Regions from separate parts of the Bombyx mori genome. Here region 2 is linked to region 1. The links are chromatin contacts, called in public Hi-C maps. All regions are on one chromosome and are shown on one strand. The core of a region is the stretch at or near the end of the contact, and the rest is flanking DNA. Distances in the headings are between cores, read along the strand shown. Region 1 holds the start of LOC101743348 (protein Fe65 homolog). Region 2 overlaps LOC101738072.

The links. Hi-C and Micro-C count contacts between places; a contact is called where the count stands out from the background.
Region 2: a contact with region 1 is called in a Hi-C map of midgut, with 3 times the contacts expected there. The contact joins the enhancer-like site here to the promoter of LOC101743348 in region 1. A contact is called at or near these places in 3 of 7 Hi-C or Micro-C datasets (midgut and whole pupa).

Annotation. Positions count from the first base shown.
Region 1 is chr14:11,982,623-11,985,701 of ASM3026992v2, reverse strand. LOC101743348 (protein Fe65 homolog) reads left to right here and starts at 1,677. Exons shown (of 13, transcript XM_012688399.4): 1 at 1,677-1,919.
Region 2 is chr14:12,021,734-12,024,826 of ASM3026992v2, reverse strand. It overlaps LOC101738072, which reads left to right. Exons shown (of 12, transcript XM_038015381.2): 7 at 1,359-1,475. Among protein-coding and RNA genes, the nearest start is that of LOC134200127, 21 kb to the right of the region's middle. Within about 2 kb of position 1,721, at least 4 of the 8 cell types and tissues checked have open chromatin away from gene starts, as enhancers often do.

The DNA of each region.
Region 1 (3,079 bases), core at 428-2,927:
GCATCTAACACTGACAGTGTGGTCTTAGTTCACCTTATACAATTCTATTTCATTTTATTCAATTCATTGTAGGTATAATAAATTTTATTTCCATTCTGTGTATTATGTCACTTTTCATTTAACAGAGATGGCTTCGGTATTCGTTTCAAAAATATGGCTATACGGGCTATTTTCCCTGTGCCTGGTCAATGGACGCATAAAAAAACGCAATGACACATAATTCCCGCCAAATGCCAAACGACCATAGAGTTAGTGGTAGGTACCATTGAAGTCTATAGTAGGTACTTATTAACTCCATGCAAACGACAGATTGCAATAGATAAAAACACATAATATTTGAATACACTTGAAACTGGAACCAACGATCTTTGGGAGCGACTCTGTGTTTCATTCAATGCTTGTTAAAATGCTATCGAAGACATCATTCGAAAAATAAGCAGCATTTATAAGCAAAGTGTAATTAACTCCCCTAGCGACAATCTTAAATAATACAATTAATATTAAGAGCCACGATTGTAATGCAAAAAACGGAGGCAATCTTTTGACAAATAGTATTCTAAAATGAAGGCAGATGGCGTTTATATAAATTATAATTTAAAATTAAATTACTATTATCATTTTAAAAAGATCGTGTGATTTGATTTGCAAGTAAATAAATTTATAAAATAAATATTTATAAAAAACATTTCTCAATTCCATAAGAATTGAATTTTTCAACCACTGACACTAAGAGCATAATATTGGAATTTTTTATTTTTGTTTCCCCTACCTTTTCGTTAGTAGCCTAAGAGGCTATTCCATCTACGCCAGGACGGGTAGGTGAGCTCACGGGCTCAACCAGAGAGAATTTGCTAGCACTGGCCCTAGCAAGAGCAGTGCTTCGCAGAATCTACCACCGGATCGGAATCGCGACCCACTGAGAAGATCCGGCGAGAAAGTTAGTGGGCTGTGTGGGTTAGTTCGCTCGGCGAACGTCGGACGGTCACCGGCGCTTGAGGATCCTAAAAGCACCGAGAGTGAATCTGGGAGATACGACAAGACATTTTTCGGGCTACGGCGGTGGCTTTGCGTTGGCCGTCGAGGTCGGATAAGTAATTAACGGCGGTCACGATAAGAGGGTTTTCGTGTCGCTCCGCTATATCGAAGTAACGTTCTGACACTTCCTTAAGATACCTAAATGTCGGTACTAGATTTAGGTCGTCGTGAAGATCTACATTTCTCGCATACCACGGTGCCCCGACGGCTATCCTGCAGAAAGGGGATTGGATGACCAGTTATATTCTACTCCCCAGAGCGCAATCACGGCACGTATATTTGCATGACCAGTAAACCAAACTTATTGTGCCACAGACGCTTTGAAATTCTTACAGAATGTGAATATTCCTCTCGTATTTTATTTAAAAAATATTATTTTTATGAACTTATTATTTAGCTACAGGTTTTTTCTTCACAACAACAGTTAATATTCTTCATAATAAATACCAGATGGCGATTCATCAACTTTCATGGGTTCCTGTTTTCACCAAAATTGATAATTTTATAAACAATTACAATATCTTTGTTTGGCATCTAAAAATCTATACCATAAACAGAGGGCAGATAATCTGAACGCATCGGAACGTCAAGGGGTGGGTGAGGGTTCTTAACGCATGCGCCCTCTGCAACCCCTCTAACTAACCCCTCCAAGCGAAGACTCCATTTTACTGACATTCCTTACGAAATATCTCTACGAAAATTGAACTCAAAACATATATTGGACGATTGATAAACTTAGAAACACGTTTTCCCACAGTGAAGTGTTTGTTGATTGTAAATTTTACAAAAAAAAAAACGAAGGATCTCCGCGCGTGCGTTCGTAATTACGTAATATTTTTTTATTCGTACGTCCTCTGATCTTGAAGAATTTCTATAGTTATACGGTGAGTGATAATTAGCTTGTTTAATAAAGTAATTCAAACTAAATATCATCAGCTCATATACATATCAGCTTAATTTGGTCGATTATAGTTGTTTCTCGTGAACCAAATTTATAGATTTTTAATTAAGAACAAGCTTAGTATTCGCAAGACACTACTCCTAAACTAATTAGTATCGTAATTGAGTTTTCTTCAGAAATGAAATATGAAACTGTACAATGTACTGTTTGAATAGTAAACCTAATCGATATCTATATTTTATCATTCAAATTAATGGAATGTTGTTTTCGAATCAATATAGGTCAACATTTTCGAGAATTAATCGATTGATATTTGCTTCAGAAGGCTACCTACTTTAGTGGCGCAAAGCGATTTGAACCGTTTTGTTACAATTACAATTTTTACAATTTTCAAATCACAAATTTGATTAAAGAAGATTTTCATTTATAAGTCATACAAAATAATAGAAAACTTCAGTTCTCTAGTTACCCTTGAGGATAAAAATATGAGTGAAAAAGTGAGTATATATTTAATTAGAGAATTCCGCAAAGATTGTTTGTTTTGGTACTAGTGTCGTAGCGACATCTGTCAACGAATAGCAGAAGCTTGAATTATGCCAACAATAACTACAAGAAATTAATTCGAGTTCTTAACAATAACATTCGCACCATCGTGTTATATAATCTATATATTCTAAAAAAGAAAATCGTGTTAGTTACACTATTTATAACTCAAGAACGGCTGAACTGATTTGGCTGAAAATGGGTGAGGAGGTAGCTTAGAACCAGGAGAAGGACATAGGATACTTTTTATCATGTTCCCATGGGACGTGACATAAAACATGGTATAACAAAACGCAACTGATATGGAATAACAAAACGCAACTGACAGCTACACGTAATATATTCTATGGTTAATTATAGTAGAATTTTGAAGTTGATCGGTTGATGTGTTTGAAACAAACCGTGTGGCGGAACAAAATTCGCCAGGTCCACTGGTATGAAATATCCATCACCACGTCATATTCCCTCACTGAGCTTCCGCGGAAGAAGTTCACTTTGCAAAAAAAAGCAGGGACTACATTGAATGAATTCATGGCTTGTATATTAATTTAATTACATATTATTTCCATACAACAACTCAGAATATTACTATATTAATGG
Region 2 (3,093 bases), core at 472-2,971, 39 kb before region 1:
TTAATTATCGTGCTGTTTTGTAGAATGTATGGCAAAGACGCTCTCGACTTCAGGTTGATAAGGGGGTCTCCTAAAAATACTTGGTTGAACTGGTGCAAAATGTTATGGGAAAATAGTAATCGTGGTTAATCAGTCATCATCATTTGAACTCATCATTGCCGAAAGGATAAGGCGCCCGGTACATTCGATTCAGTTGTATCAAGCTTTTTTTTTATTCTATAACTAGTAGGTGAGCTCACGGGGCTCAAACCTGATGACGTTGCTAACACGAACCCTAGCAAGAGCCGTGCTTCGCAGAATCTACCACCGGATCGGAAACGCGACCCACTGAGAAGATCCGGCGAGAAACTCAGTGGGCTGTGTCTGAGGGTTAATTTACTCGTCGAGCCCTTCTTCGCAAGCGACGGGTTCGACGAGAACGATTACCGGTGCTTGAGGTACCTAAAAGCACCGTTAGTGGATCGGGAGGATCCGAAATGACGTGTGTATCAAGCGATGCGACTAGACTGAATAAAATAATAAGCAACACTGCCATACTAACTACCGGCGGTAGTTTTTCTTCTTAAATGAACTTCGATTTTAATGCGAGAGGAAACGGCGCGTGTTATCAGTCGTCGCGTCCGCTGCGATGAGTAGTGTGCAATTGGTACACTTAAAATGTTTTGAAATAATGATAGTGGACCGTAATGTTTTGACTTGAATTGGTTGCTTTTAGGTTAGATTAATTACATGTACCCTTCTTTATTACGGCCAGATTATTTCACTTTTTAATTGTCTATCCACCTTGAGACATTAGTGAGAAGTCTCAATCGAATTGTAATATCAGATGCTATATTTTTGTGGTATGGTATAACGCCCAATAAGGTCTACTACTACTACTGCGCTGGCGGCCAGTCCGACACTTGGAGCGCGCGTAAAATTGCTTGCACAGCGTCAGACCAGCGGTACTGGGGTCTCCCTACGGGGCGGCGTCCCTCCGGTACACCTAATTAAACTTATATTACTATGAGGTCTACCGCAAGTCGTCGTGGCCTAACGGATAAGACGTCCGGTGCATTCGTGTTGAGCGATGCACCGGTTCTCGATAGCGTAAAAGTTGACTCAAATTTGTATGGAGTTGCAACGTTTACCGCTATGGAAGCTGTGCTGAAACACGTGTGTGAAACACACTGCTTTAACTGTGTTAAAATTCAGACTGTGTCGATAGGTTCCGATAATCACTAAATGCCATGGATCGAGAGCTGATTCGCGGTTCTATGCAATATAAGTTACATACAGATATAATTTTTAGAGTAATAAATGTGTTTCTGATAAAGTATGATTAATTATCTCGATTCTAAGCGAATGTTTTTCGGCAGGCGGAGCTAGTGGCGGCAGTAAGGCGACGAGGACGCGGTGATGGCAGTGATGATGAAGAGGACCTCGGCCTACCCCAGAGCCCACCAGCCTCACCCCCGACTGATAAAGTTGATAAGGTAAGATCCACGTTTGTTTCTCAGCTATTAGAGTGACTTTACTTTCACTATACTGAACTCCTAGGTAGAAATAACTTATATTAGTTAATAACTTTTAGCGTGTAAGAAGTTTAAATTACTTATCTTATCTATATACATATAAAATTAAAATTAAAATTACGAATAAAAATTCACCCGACTAGAGTGCTCTGAGATAGAACTTACACGTACATAATAGAAATGAAAAATGAATAGGCTTTTGATTGCAGTAGCGCCATCTATTGTCAACTTATCGAATTTAAAAATAGGAATCCTTCGTTTCATTTTTTTTTTATTTCATGCATTGGATTAGCAAACGATATAAAATATGTAGGAGTCTGTAGATACTGAGTTGACAAATCTACGACTTTTTAAAGATTGTACAACGCCACCTATTATGCATTCACTTTCATTAGGTTTTACAGTTCACCTAGCTACGACAGATGTCGCTAATTATTACTTAAATGTTGAATATTCAAAAAAAATCTTCGAAATATTATTCGAAATTAATTGTTTAGCATTCTTTAACTGCTAACAACAGCAGTTACAATAATAAGTACCCACCAAGTGTAACTTGACTAATCAAAACAAGCTACGATTACGATAGAAATAAAATAAAGATGATGGTATATCGCACCTTTAAAATTGAAGTGGCTAATGCAAAATTCTTGTTTCTTTGTAAACTCCAAAAACGTAACTGAGGGATTGTAATTTTTGTTTTATATTAATACTGATGCACTTGATTTAAAAGAGACTGAAATAATACGTATGTCTTTTTGCGGACTAAAAGAGATTGTTTAATTTTATAGACTGATAGAAGACATGTTTGCAAATCGTTCCAAGTATCTATAAGACTCATTTTCAAAAAACAATTTAGTTAAGTCATTTCGATTCTACACGTGCGATATTATTAATCTAAGAATATCTTTCGCAAGCCCTTCACAAATCCGGCGATGCTTGAAGGACGCATTATCCAAACAAGCTAATTCTTAATACGATTATAAACCTACCTAAACATGGCTTACCGTTTAGGATAGCATTGACAATGGATCAAGCGAAAAAAACCGGAGTTTGAGATTCTAAAGACTTGTGTATCCTTCTCCGCTAAAAACGCTAAAAACTTACACGAGAGATGGTTAAAATTACGGTTTTACGTACTTCCAATAGGAATTTGCCTTCAAATATGTAAAGAAAACTGTAACAACAGACAGTTAATGTGACAAAAATATTATGTTCAAACGGATAATGTTCATATTCATAATCTGATAATACGCACCAGTCGTATTGATATTTCAAACATATTAATATTAATACGTGAAGCAAAAATTTTGTATCCTTTTTTACGAAAATTGCGCGGACTTATAGAGAATATAGAGAAGAAGTGCACAATGCTAATATTTTTTTAAAATAATGCATAAAAGATACATTAAATCAATAAAGAAAACATTACACACACTACACATCATGTATTTGACGCACACACGCATGCATACTATTTATTGTCAAACTTTTGTTCTTGACGTCTGCTGTCAAATTGAGAATAGGTTAAATATTGTTTGATTTTGTTAATATTTTTTATAGTGTATCTTGGCGAAATTTG